Linked DNA regions of Mus musculus: regions 1, 3 and 4 are each linked to region 2. Evidence: chromatin contacts called from public HiChIP or PLAC-seq and promoter capture Hi-C data. All regions are on one chromosome and are shown on one strand. Each heading gives the region's core, a stretch centred on a gene start, on an enhancer-like site or on the middle of the called end of the contact. The rest is flanking DNA. Distances are from core to core; before and after follow the strand shown.

The links. Promoter capture Hi-C pulls out the DNA fragments that hold promoters and counts their contacts. HiChIP or PLAC-seq counts read pairs in DNA pulled down with a chosen protein or histone mark.
Region 1: a contact with region 2 is called in an H3K4me3 HiChIP or PLAC-seq map of embryonic forebrain, with 3 times the contacts expected there. The contact joins the enhancer-like site here to the promoter of Uchl1os in region 2. A contact is called at or near these places in 10 of 39 promoter capture datasets (3T3-L1-derived adipocytes, the C10 cell line, the SN4741 cell line and 5 more), 1 of 15 datasets of contacts at CTCF or cohesin (large pre-B cells), 10 of 115 datasets of contacts at active chromatin or transcription factors (astrocytes, embryonic forebrain, embryonic stem cells and 4 more) and 2 of 9 other capture datasets (adipose tissue and embryonic stem cells).
Region 3: a contact with region 2 is called in an H3K4me3 HiChIP or PLAC-seq map of embryonic forebrain, with 3 times the contacts expected there. The contact joins the enhancer-like site here to the promoter of Uchl1os in region 2. A contact is called at or near these places in 15 of 39 promoter capture datasets (the 3T3-L1 cell line, 3T3-L1-derived adipocytes, the C10 cell line and 8 more), 2 of 15 datasets of contacts at CTCF or cohesin (embryonic stem cells and large pre-B cells), 3 of 484 Hi-C or Micro-C datasets (embryonic stem cells and nephron progenitors), 10 of 115 datasets of contacts at active chromatin or transcription factors (embryonic forebrain, embryonic hindbrain, embryonic midbrain and 3 more) and 4 of 9 other capture datasets (adipose tissue, embryonic stem cells, liver and 1 more).
Region 4: a contact with region 2 is called in a promoter capture Hi-C map of the C10 cell line. The contact joins the enhancer-like site here to the promoter of Uchl1os in region 2. A contact is called at or near these places in 16 of 39 promoter capture datasets (3T3-L1-derived adipocytes, the C10 cell line, the HPC-7 cell line and 10 more), 1 of 15 datasets of contacts at CTCF or cohesin (the NIH/3T3 cell line), 1 of 484 Hi-C or Micro-C datasets (bone marrow-derived macrophages), 17 of 115 datasets of contacts at active chromatin or transcription factors (bone marrow-derived dendritic cells, bone marrow-derived macrophages, craniofacial prominence and 10 more) and 5 of 9 other capture datasets (adipose tissue, embryonic stem cells, liver and 2 more).

Annotation. Positions count from the first base shown.
Region 1 is chr5:66,303,461-66,306,320 of GRCm38.p6, forward strand. All of the region lies in intron 16 of Apbb2 (amyloid beta (A4) precursor protein-binding, family B, member 2), which reads right to left. Among named protein-coding and RNA genes, the nearest start is that of Nsun7, 45 kb to the left of the region's middle. Within about 2 kb of position 1,426, at least 26 of the 459 cell types and tissues checked have an H3K27ac peak or open chromatin away from gene starts, as enhancers often do. A contact at or near this core is called in embryonic forebrain, where this site is marked.
Region 2 is chr5:66,675,054-66,677,998 of GRCm38.p6, forward strand. It overlaps Uchl1os (ubiquitin carboxy-terminal hydrolase L1, opposite strand), which reads right to left and starts at 1,444. Exons shown (of 5, transcript NR_102714.1): 1 at 1,009-1,444. It overlaps Uchl1 (ubiquitin carboxy-terminal hydrolase L1), which reads left to right and starts at 1,068. Exons shown (of 9, transcript NM_011670.2): 1 at 1,068-1,269; 2 at 1,383-1,394; 3 at 1,891-2,019. The coding sequence starts at 1,237.
Region 3 is chr5:66,327,206-66,330,429 of GRCm38.p6, forward strand. All of the region lies in intron 11 of Apbb2 (amyloid beta (A4) precursor protein-binding, family B, member 2), which reads right to left. Among named protein-coding and RNA genes, the nearest start is that of Nsun7, 69 kb to the left of the region's middle. Within about 2 kb of position 1,311, at least 53 of the 459 cell types and tissues checked have an H3K27ac peak or open chromatin away from gene starts, as enhancers often do. A contact at or near this core is called in embryonic forebrain, forebrain, liver and 1 more, where this site is marked.
Region 4 is chr5:66,991,461-66,994,600 of GRCm38.p6, forward strand. It overlaps Limch1 (LIM and calponin homology domains 1), which reads left to right. Exons shown (of 26, transcript NM_001001980.3): 9 at 1,683-1,718. Among named protein-coding and RNA genes, the nearest start is that of Gm33040, 6.4 kb to the right of the region's middle. Within about 2 kb of position 1,316, at least 3 of the 459 cell types and tissues checked have an H3K27ac peak or open chromatin away from gene starts, as enhancers often do.

The sequences.
Region 1 (2,860 bases), core at 176-2,675, 370 kb before region 2:
AGTAGAAAATGTACTGAGATTTCAGTATGTATTTTATGGTCATGTATGAACCCTAATAGAGTTTTAAAAACATCTTCATTAGCATTGGGAAGCATGGGTACAGCTAGCTTTCAGAAATGCAATAACACAGGCCTGGTGAGTTGGCTCAGCAGGTAAGGGCACTTGGAGTTGACACCTATCAACTCAAGTTTGACCCCAGGAACCCTTGGCAGAGAGAAAGGACTTCCCAGTGCTGCTCATTGACCTTCACATGTGGTGAGTACTCCCTCTCATACACCGTGTACACACACACACACACACACACACACACACACACACACATACACACACACAAATATTCAATATACATTAAAATATATAAAAATATACTAAAAAATAAGTAGCCCACTTGCTTTTGTACTAGCTGAAAGTTAAGTAGTCCCTTCAAAGTTGGATGAGAAGGAGGAGCTGCCATGCCATCTCTCTGGCGCACTATGATCCGACCCACAGATGATTCTCAAAAGTCAAGTTCAACGTCAACAGGCTCCTTAGCAGGGTTACAGCCGCTTCTCTCTCAAACGCGTGACACAGCCCGCGAGAGATGGGCGTGAGGTTTCCACGTCCTCTCAGATCGTCAGGCCAGATAACTGGTTCCTTCGACTCAATCCGGAAGGATGGCTTCTCACAGGTCTGACACTCGCAAGGGGTCTCGCTAAGTCTGTGTCACCAACCACACACTTTGAGACCATGAATTTATCACCACGCAGGTTTGGCGACGATATTGAACCCTGGACTTGAAATCTCAAACAGTGGCTTTGTGGGAATGTATGGAGTGAATCAAAATTACACGTAACTGATGAAATTCATAAAGAATCCCCCTCTGATTTTAAATTTTACTAAAGTGTCTTCACGAGGCCTATACAACACAGCTGCAAATTATGCCTTAAAAGCAAGCGTGTATCACTGCCGTATCTCGGATACCAGGAATCCATGTATGAGTGAGTGCTCAGGACAGAGAGCGGCATGAATCTGCATGAAGAAGGGGCTGCACTGGGAGAGCTGGATTCAGAGTGTGGGGGGGCCTGGATTGTACCCAAGTGCCTGGTACCACACTGCTGGAGCCACTCCAGCTGGTTGCATTAATAACATTTTTTTATTAATTTTTTTTTTTTAAAAATGTTTCCAAGCAGAAAAATGAGTCCGGGAGTTTGGAAAAACAAAACTGTAGCCGCTGGTAAAACTAATTAGCTAACTGTCATTAGCATTTAAAATGTATAATTACGAGTGAAAGCCATTCATTTTAGGCCCAAACCATCTGTTATGCTCCATTTCAATTCTGTAAAATATCTAGGTTTTTGCTTGATTGAAACAGCACTTGTTTATCTCCTGTAGCCCTTCCTCCCACCTAACGGTCTCCACCTGGTTCCCTGGCTCACCCCAGCGCCTGTGCTCCCTGCTTCTCTCCCCTCAGGCCTGCTCCTTGACACCCAGGCATAGGCTCCCAGATCCACAGCCATGAACCAGGGTGTGGGAAACAGATGGGGTGTGAATTCCAGGTCTCTCTTCTCTCCCTCTCTTCCCCCTCAGGTCAATGATGTCTTAGGGATGAAAAAAAAAGTGTGTGTACGTGTGAGTGTGTTTATGTGTGTCCGTACATGTGTGTACATGTGTGTGTGAGTATGGAGTGTGTGTATATGTCTGTATGTGTGTGTGAGTATGAAGTATGTGTGTACGTGTGTGTATGTGTGTAGCTTGTGCCACAGAACACATATAGAAGTCAGAGGACAATTTGTGGGACTTGAGTCTTTTCTAATATGGGCTCAGAGCTCAAATTTGGGTCATTGCTAGGCTTGGTGGCAAGCGCCTTTACCTGCTGAGCCATCTCACTGGCCTTAATGGGCACCCATAAGCCAATCTGCTCTCCCCTATTTGTTTATCTCTGCCCTCCCTCCACCCATCCCACCCCCACACAAACATTTTACAAATAACCATTCTGACCTTTTGTACTAACACACGAATGCCCCCTTTCTTCCTTGGCTGCTGGAGAACTGGTGCCTCGATGAATGCCTCTAAACACCTGACCAACTGTCTACTTCAGAGGCAACAAATGGCCGTCCATGTCCTCCCCCTGGGAAGGCAACGGTAACTAAGCCAGGAATTTAGGAAAAGCAGCCAGGATGTACAAAACGTACAGAACCACACCAGATGTCACTTCTGTATCTGGATTCAGAATCTGGTGGTGGCGCAGCGCCTGGCTTTGGTGTTATGATTCCTTGAATTATACAGGGAGAAATGAGCCCAGACACAGCCTTGCAAGACACTGAGAAAACATTGAGAGGAGCAGGAGGTGAGAGCCAAGCAGGGGGCACCGCGAAGGCCGCCAGTGGTGCCAGTGGAGGAGAGAGGAGGGAAGGCTCTGTGGTGAGGGGTCTGCCAGGGTGGTGCAAACCTTTACAGAAAGGACTGGAAAATTGCAAAAACTTAAAAAAACACAAATAACCCCCACCACACACACACACACACACTGTAGGTAATAGGTAATTTTCAACGCCACTATGGCCTCATGGGACCACACTGTGTGTGTTACGTGTGGTCTGTCATTCACACAAATGTCACGATGGGGCACATGATATATGTGGATTCCCTTAGCACAAGAAAGTGCGCAGATTGTCCCCATCCTAAAATAACCAGGCTCACAGACCAGCCAGTGTCGTCCCTTAGACAACCCTTGACAGACTTTCTTAGCACTTCCCTCTTTTCAGAGCGCTTCCCTCTCAGTCTAATCCCTTCTCAGTCCAGCGTAGCCTCCTCCTTCTACACTCCTGTGGGATTTTTTGGATTTCGAGTCTCTCCTACTGAATCTGAGCTCCCTGATTCAGGG
Region 2 (2,945 bases), core at 194-2,693:
TGTATAAAATTTCACAAATACAATATTGGACCCTCTCAGGGTGAAATAAGATGGCCTGGTAAAGGATCCAGCTGGAGAGGCAGTGCTGTTAAAACAAGGTTGGTTCCCTCCATCCTATGCCTTGCTTACCTCGGGCTAGCAAAAAGCATGTCTGTTTTTCACCATTTGTTCTGAGCATATTTTTTAAAATACCCAACCTGCCTGCATCCTTAGCTACCTCATTCTGTGATTTAGCATCCCTGACAATTGATACAGATCTGGCCCCTCCTTCTACTCCGCCTTCAGCACAAGCGTTTGCCTTCCATCCTTTGAAATGTGCCTGTTAGAAAGAACACCCCCGCCCCCATCCCTGGAGAACCGCGGGCTCTCCTCCGTTGCTATTCCCTTTCTTCTGCGCCCAAAGTATTGTGGACCAAAATCTTATTATCCCAAACCCCTGTTCTTTGAAAAAAGGTTTCCCCTATTTTTTTTTTAAATGCTTTTTCCTTTAAGCCTCTAGTCTCAAATCATCTATCTTTTCTTTGGTCTGTTTCTAAAGTCCTCCGGCGCCCGTATTCTATGTGTCTCGCATGTACTGCTTCCCAGCGACCCACCGGTTCTTCCCCTGGAGTCACATTACATCAGCTTCACTAATGCACTCCGTATCAGATGTTTTATTCTAGGCAGTCCATTAAAAACCGAGCCTGGACACAGGTTGAATTTAACATGGAGGACAGATTGTCTAAGGTTAAGTACAAACTGTTCCGAGATGGGCGGGGGGGGGGAGGGAGGAAGACCGACAAATATTTATATTCATATTAAACACTACATATACCTGTTGATTTTGTGCTTTTTTTTCTCTCTCTCTCAATGTTTCAGAGACCCTCGAGCTTTGGAGTGATTGAGACGACAGAGGAGGGTTTCCAGAAATTTCGCTCCAAATTGAAAGCTCCCTCAAATAGGCTGCTTCATGCGCTCAAGGAACACCCACCAACAAAACCCATCTCCACAACCACCAGATTAGCTCACCGGCGAGTGAGACTGCAAGGTTTGGGGGCTTGGCTTGTACCATTCTGTGCGGTGCATGGGGGAGTTCGAGCCCTCTTGGCCTTCCTCCTCTGCTTGTTTCTGCTCCCGTCTCCCCTGCTCAGGCTTTCCCAGTGAGCGAGGCCGGCGCTTTATAACAGCAGCCTGGGCGGCTCCACCGGCTGTTTTTTCGGCTCCTCGGGTTTGTGTCTGCAGGTGCCATCCGCGAAGATGCAGCTGAAGCCGATGGAGATTAACCCCGAGGTAAGCATAGCTGCTGGGTCGCTTCGGGAGAAATAAGGCTGACCCTTAGCTACAGCTCGGTAGCTGAATCATTTAGTTTTATTATCATTTTCCTCTTTGCTTTTGGCTTTCAGATGCTGAACAAAGTGAGTGGCGCGGCGCGCAGTCTCTGTCCCTATCCTCCAAGAGCATCGTTGGAGACGCCCAGCCGGCCGCGCCCTGTGCAATGGAGGTGGCTGGGCTGGGGCGCCCAGCTGGGTGTCGTCTCTGCCCTGAGTTATCTAGGGGTTTGGGAGTGACTGAGAGATCGATCACGGGGAGGTGGCGGAGGATGGACCCGGACAGCAACGAGCGCGGGGAGCAGCTCTCGAGGGCGTGGCGACGGCCCGCGGACTCTAGTCCGAGGGCTTCGCGCGAGCCACGTGTGGGCTGAGCTTTGTGCTGTGTCACTGCGCGGCACGCAGGGTGGGACGGCGCGGAGGCTCCTCCCAGACTCGGGTGGGGACCCGTGTGTGTGTGTTTGGTGGGGGGTTGGGGAGTGGGAGGGCCGCACGAGGGATGCTCGTGCTGGCCCCGCCCCCTAGCAGGTGCCCATTATTTGTCTGGCTTTTTCGGTCTGGCTGCCCTGTCTTTTTCTTGCAGGTGTTGGCCAAGCTGGGGGTCGCCGGCCAGTGGCGCTTCGCCGACGTGCTAGGGCTGGAGGAGGAGACTCTGGGCTCAGTGCCATCCCCTGCCTGCGCCCTGCTGCTCCTGTTTCCCCTCACGGCCCAGGTAGGGAGAGGTCTGTGATGGGCGGGTCTCAGTGGATACGCAGTGTTGTGGAATGAGTTCCTACCTCACGCTGTCCCCTTTTCCTGTAGGGTCCCTGATAAGGATCCCACTTCTTAGGGTGGGAGGTGCTTGCATTTTCATCGGGGCTCTATTGTGATGTCCATTATTGCCTCAATTTGGAAGAGAAGGAGCCCATTGCGTCTAAGTCTTTTTTTCAGTTATCCAAAGAAAGATCTCCAACTTGTTTATTTTGTTTGTTTGTTTACTTATGAGCCTTGCTCCCACTTGCGGATGGCCGGTTTGTTTTTTTTTTTTTTTCCTTTTAAGGGCCGTGAGTGGGTCAGGTCCCTGGTTTGGTTCTGTTGCTCTCTCACCTGACTGTAAACTGATGAGGGCCTGGCTTGCTTAAGTCAAAAGAGCTGTCTCTTCATTTGCCACCTCCATCTGCCTCTCTGGTGGATTCTCCATTCCCCTCCCCCACCCCTCCCAGCAGGCACACTGTTGAACGTTCCTTTTAGAAAGCTGAATCACTGGTGCACAGAGCCGCGGTCTCCACCTCTCTGACCTTGTGGCTGGATGAAGTAGGGCTCCTGTGACACAGTCATAGAGACACTTCTTCATTTTCTGAAACAGTCTTCCATCTTCCACTGGGCAGGGATGCAAATGATTCAGGCTGAGCCATAGAGAAAGACAAAACTGGGGGTTATGCGTTGTCTCGCCGTGTGTGGAGCCCCAGTAAATCACTGCATCGTCTCCCTCCTGTGGGCTCTTAGCTTCCTAATGATTTAAGAGGGGATGACATTGGTAAAACTTGGAGGCATTTGCGTCTCTGCCAGATGGGATGAGGCTAATTAAATACCGTCCTGAGGGCAGGTGTTCTAGAGGCATCCTTGACCTGACCGGAACTAAGCTGTATGGGAAGTTCT
Region 3 (3,224 bases), core at 61-2,560, 350 kb before region 2:
GGCCAAGCTGTTCCCCACGAATGGAAAAACACAACCACCCCCTTCTCACACCCGGCCTCACCAGGCAAGGTCTCTGCTATGGCCCTGCTTGTCTACTGTGGTGGAACCTGTACACGTGCTTTTTTTAAATACTTCTCTTCATCACCGTGGGTCTTTGGAATCTCTGGATGCAGTCACCATTGCTCATGTGACAGTGAACTTCGGTCTTCCACCTGTTTTCGCACCCGACAGGACAGTCCATTTTCCTACCTTGTCTTACGTCCTTAGTTATCTGACTTTTTATTATCTGTTTGCCCATAGTTGGGACCCTTGGTTGCTTTGTTCTCCAATTTCATCTGTAATGTGGGCGAACCAGTGAGACACACACCTTTACAGATAGACCTACAGAATTCCTGAGCTATCACGGGTGGTCGTGTGAATTAGATGTGAATGTATGGGGGGCAAGAAAGGTGGGTCTGCTCCCCCCTCCCCCAATAACTTGGTTTGGATTACCACCTCTTTTGTGACTTCAAGCAAGAGCTACCTGCATCACAATTTTAAGGTCAGTTCTGGAGAGGATGGAACCAGAATGGCCCAGTAGACCCCTGTGGACTCTCCACCTCAGAACGGAGGTGAAGAACAAGTTTATGCAAATCACCCATTTGGTTTCTGTCCAGATTCTCAGGCTTCTCCTCAGAGAAGGGCTTTCCTTCCTGCAGCTGAAGATGACCAGATCCCTGCCTCCGACCAGGGATGCTGTCCTTCCCAGGACAGGCTCCTTCCCCTAGCTCCCGCTTCCAGCCCCAGCCCCAGTGGCAGGCATTAATAGCGGCCAGAGAGAGTAAGAGTGCCTGAGGATTTACTGTGGGTAAAGATATTGAAATGCAAAGCACACTCTTCTCAACAAAGGATTTCTCCTGATTCTGGAGAGAAGACAGTTAAACTGGCAGCTCACCATGAGGGTGGGAGGGATAGTTAAAAGCAACCAAGAAACGGGTGTCTTGTTTTGTTTTGTTTTCCTCCCAAGTCCATCTTGTGGAGAAGCATTGAAGAGTTCCAGCTTCCCTTTGTACAGCGTTACCGATCAAAAACACCAGGCTTGCCTCTCTGACCTAGAGGAAATTTAACGTTTAGTTTTCAAATGGGGGGAGTAATTCATGACATCCCCCGGTTTTCAAGGGAAAAGTCTGAGCTCATTAAATGATACACGTCATCCGTGACTGGTGAAGGCACGGCTTGCTTTTGGAGAGCAGAGACAGGAGACACACGCCACCCAGAAGGCGTCTATCTGACAGGGTAGAGGAGTGTACGCTCTTTGTTGAAGACTTTGATACAGAGTCGGGAGATGACAGCTCTCCACACTGTGTAAGAAGCGCCTGCGGCGTAAAGCGCCTGGCAACCAGGACTCACAGGGATTCGGCTTGGTGGCACTTAGCATGCACAGAAGAAAACAAAACCACAAACCTAAAGCAAAGGCACTGCTGTGCCTGTAGGTAAATTCCTTTCTTCTGTAGACCCACTTCTTTGGGTGGATGGGAGGAACACTAGGGTAAATAACACATCAATGTTGTTGGTTTTTTTTTTTTAATCATCTCTCTCTTAGATGCAAGTATTCTTGATAATCTGTAAATTCAATAGTATCTAGAGAAATACAGACAACACTAGAAAGAGTTGTTCGTCACTGCTGTTGAAATAAGTGCAGTAGTCTCTGGTCACGGGGCATGCTTTATAAAAGGGAATCCAAAGTCCAGAGAACTTACGCTATCTTGCTTCAACCCCACGACTAGTAGGCGGCCTTTTACCCAGGAGAGTCTGGGCTACACTCAGTTAAGCTCGTCCTCTGTTCTGCATGTCATGTGGGAACCAGGTCGGCTCTAGTTAGCTGACTTTGCTCAGGGCCCTCTCTTACAGAAGATGTGGCCTTGGTTTTTGGGACTGTTCCCTTTTCTTTCTTTCATTCTCTGTGTCTCTGACTTTCTCTGTCCCCACTGGATTATGGTTTTTTCACTGCTGGGGTCAACAACAGTAATTACCTGCTGTGTTCTTCTGTCTTCTCCCATTACCCTCCAGCCTACGGCCACCTCCAAATTCCCTGACTTCCTAACCCTGTAACCCCGGGGCTCCCAAACATTCTGGTTTCTTCCTGCTTTGGACCTTTTTGTCTATTGCCCATCTGTGCCCTCCCCACAGCCTTGAGAGGGCTGAATCAGACCTTGTCTTCCACAGCCTGCTAGCCTACATAGGGTGGCGTCTTCTGACCTAGGTGAAGTCTATTGTCCTGCCACAACTGTAGCTTCCTGCAAGAAGCCACTATCTGCTGAGCAGCTGAGCCTGTCTTCCTGAGGAGATCCTGGCAAAGCTATGAGATCCTGGCAGAGTGGGAGATGGGTCTCCCCCTTTTAAATTCAGACCCTAGAATTAAAACACTGAGCCTTGATCAGAGAACTTAGTCTTGGCTCGCTATTTCTCTCACCTTCCTTCCCATCCATCCCCAGCTTTCCTTTCAGGAACCCAGTAACCTGTGGCCTCTGGCGACTACTCCCATCACCCCAAGTTCTGTGCAGGTTCCTCTTGATCAATCACCATCACCCCTGAAAGGCTCCACTGCCCCCAGTCACAGCTAACTAGAGCCCTGGTTATATACTCATAAGTTCCCCCTCTCTGCCCCTGACTAAAACATCAAGTCCATGTGAGCAGGGGCCTTTCACCTCGATTACCCATCACTGGCTGGCATGGGGCAGGCAATCATCAAGCCCTTTGGAATGAATGAACAGCCTGAACAGAGAGCATGGGCGCTACTCCCTTGCCAGCCTTAGACATACTGGTGAGAACCTAAGGGGACCTTGCCTGTCCAGCTGGCTGGATTTCTCTTTCTCTGATTGTAATTCACAGACAGTCCTTTAAAAATGACTTCAGTTGATATCACATTTTCATGCCATCTAAAGTCATGTTATAAGATACCCACTACACTGCAATGGGCAGGAGGAGAGTTCTTGGAAGTTCATTAGTCTCTTGTGACTATTTGAAAGCTAAGCACATCTGTACTCGGTTATCTCCAGCAGCAGTGACAATGACTTTCTAGAGTCCCTAAACAGATTCTTTCTTTGGGACATTTGTCTAAACGAAAAACAGTTCCTCTGTTCCTACAAATCAATACATAAATTTCCCCCAGATATAGATTTCTATCAAGATTTATTGACTCCACAGAGAATTTCCTTTATGTTTGTACTCTGAGAAATAAACTT
Region 4 (3,140 bases), core at 66-2,565, 320 kb after region 2:
GGCCTTTTTACTGACTAAAATCCATGTATCCAGGCTTCAGAAGTGACCCTGCTCATGCTCCCTCCCTAGTGGGGAAGAGTCCTCGCGTCACTTGCCTCACAGTTGGGGCATTTGGGGCACACTGAGGATCCTGCTTAAACTAGTACCTTTTGGGAGTGGCCCCTGCAGAACAGAATGTGTCTTCTGCCAGCACAGTCTTCTCACAGTCCTTTGGTTGGCTTGCTTTTGTCCATTCCAACAGAAAGCTGGGGTCTTACCCACAGATTTGATAACTGAAAAGGCCCCTTGAAGCCAAGTGCTAACTACCTTCTTCTTATCAGCAAAGGCAGTCTTGATTTTCAGGTTTTCCCTATGAATGAAATAATAATTGTCAATAAATGTGGAATGTTCTAGAATGATGAAAGTTGAAAGAAAGAAAGGAGTGTGTGTGTGTGTGTGTGTGTGTGTGTGTGTGTGTGTGTTTTCATGCATTGTTGGGGCAATTTCTCTAAAATTATAGGAAGAAACATTCAGAAATTACCTGATAGGCTACCGATCATGGGACAAGGTAATGTTTTGCTGACCAGGTGTGGTTTCTGGAAGCTAGAAGCAGGATAGAGTCTCCTTACAGCATTCAGAATACAGAAGTGACAGCCGGATGGTGGTGGCGGCAGCGGCGCACACCTTTAATCCCAGCACTTGGGAGGCAGAGGCAGGAGGATTTCTGAGTTCAAGGCCAGCCTGGTCTACAGAGTGAGTTCCAGGACAGCCAGAGTTACACAGAGAAACCCTGTCTCGAAAAACCAAAAAGAAAAAAGAAAAAAAGAAAAGAAAAGAATACAGAAGTGAGAGAAGTGAGCAGCCTTTTGGGAGCAGAAGAAGACAGTGCCTTGCTGCAGGGATGCTTGATCACGGGAGTTTTTCATTCAGATGCGTGCTCCTGTACAGTGATGTTCTCACCTTCAGATCTTTTCTACTGTGTAGCTTCATTTGGGCCTCACATAATCATACTGCCGAGGATGTAGCTTTGTAAACCCAGATTAGCAGGAGAATAGAAAAGATCAGGACAAACCTTGTTTTTTTCCAGCTGTGGGATAGCCTCTGAGTCTGGTTTTGATTAAGACGACCCGTTTTCTAGGAATTGTGGTTTCTGTCAAATGCAGGCGGAAAGTACTGATTGGAGTTCTGGCTGAAGTTCTGATTTGCTCTTAGAAAACCCGTAGGAATAGCCTTTGATATTGTCTGTGCATTAACACATCAGAGCAGCTCAGTGAGGGTTCATGTATGTTGCATGTCCATGACGGCCCATTACACCAACACAGGGGCATGAGCCATGTGTGTGCGAATAACTGTAGTGTATTTGCATTTTAGGCTGTCTTTTCCGAATACTGTGAGTTAACCCCAAGCTTTTGTGTTTCCATTAAACAGAGTTTTCTTTGTGGGCAGCATGGGATTTTTTTGATTTCTCTTCTGGGTCTTAATGGCAACTTTATACCCTTTGGAAATATGAAGGCTTTGATTTTGGCTTTTTTTTTAAGTAGCTAATGAATATTGCTAATTGTGTAACAACATTTCTCTTACAGCATGACCAGCAAAAAAGGTTTGGTAGACACGAACTGATTTCTCCCACAGTTTGTTTTTCCAGGTTGGTCACAGCATCCGCTCTCTGCCAGCCCTCTCTAATTTTGTATTTGATCTTGTAGATACGGTCCCAGAACTCCTGTGTCAGATGACGCAGAGTAAGTGGCATCTATCGTGTTCATAGGATCACATTAATCACTAGCCTAAACTGCATGCTTCCTGTACTTACCACTAATTGGCATGCAACGGAGGCTGCAGAGAGCTGCACAGTCAGCCCAGTGCACAGACGAGCACCGGGGTGCCACCGGGGTCGTGTGTTCTGTGCAGGGGAAGTGATGGAGACAGCAACTTAAGCATGATGCTAATGTGTGGCTAATGCTGCAGCTTTGCCGCTCATTTCCCACTGCCTGGCATGCTCAAGCCGCTCTTATGACTTGGACATTGGTACCCTTCCTGAACCATTGAATTAGGGAAGGGGGTGTCATGAGGTTTGCAGTTTAACTCCCAATGCACAGGGGCTTAGCCTAAACAAAGAAGTAGTCATTCTTACAGTCACTTTTTTCCCCAAAACTAAAAAAAAAAAAAAAAAAAAAAAACCAACCAAATCCTAAACCACTAATTATAGATTCAGAAGCCCAAGTCTCTACCAGGTTGGAGTTGTATAAACTGTGGGATGTTTAAGACCCAAACATTGGGGTTTTGTTCAAGTTCTGTGGCATAGCAAGGGGTCAAGGGTATAAAACAAGAACCCGGGTTCCTCTGCCTACCGCTTGCTTTTCTTCTGGAACAGAGGTCTCTTCCCTACCCTGCACCTCACATCCCAGGTTGAGAAAAATCGTATTCACCCCATCTGTGACCTTACAAACTCTGTCCCAAAGTTGGCTTTCCTGTAAGCAGAACCTTGTGCCCTTGATGTACAAGGCCGAAGGTTTTTCAGGATGATCTTCTTGGGTGTGGTGATTGGTCTTCTGAGGAAAAGGATTTAATATTTCATTCCAACACGAGTTGCACAAAAGTGTCCACGTGGCCTGACAGAGACCTGGCCATCAGCAGAACGATGGATGTTGCTTGCTCTCCTGACCCAAGTTCCACAGCAAATCAGGGCGTAGAACCCACAGATGTCAATTCTACTGATGACAACCATAATGGTATTTAGGCAGAGATGGGGGCTTTAGACAACTCTTTTCCCATCATGCTTTTCCCTGTGTTTGTGTTGAGGAGTCTTAACCCTGAGCGCTCACATTCCATTGCCAAGTTCCAATGGGCAGTCTAGAATTATGTAGTTCTCTAGGAGACAGAACCTCCGTGTCCCCAAAATGCAACTCAGCCTGTGCCTGACTGACTGCAATGAGTTAAGCCAACAGTAAAACTGAGACCTGGGTATGACTCTTAAATCCTTCAGCGGCAATATTTCACATCGCTGACAGGAGGAGGCATGCGATTGAGAGGCCAAGCCCTACTCTGATCTGATGAGCAGCAACATTGTGAAGGATGGATTTATTCCCCCCAGACGTGCGGCTGCAGGACAGTTTGCTCAGAGTGGATCTTGGGGAAGGAAACTACATTCAGAAGATTGTAGA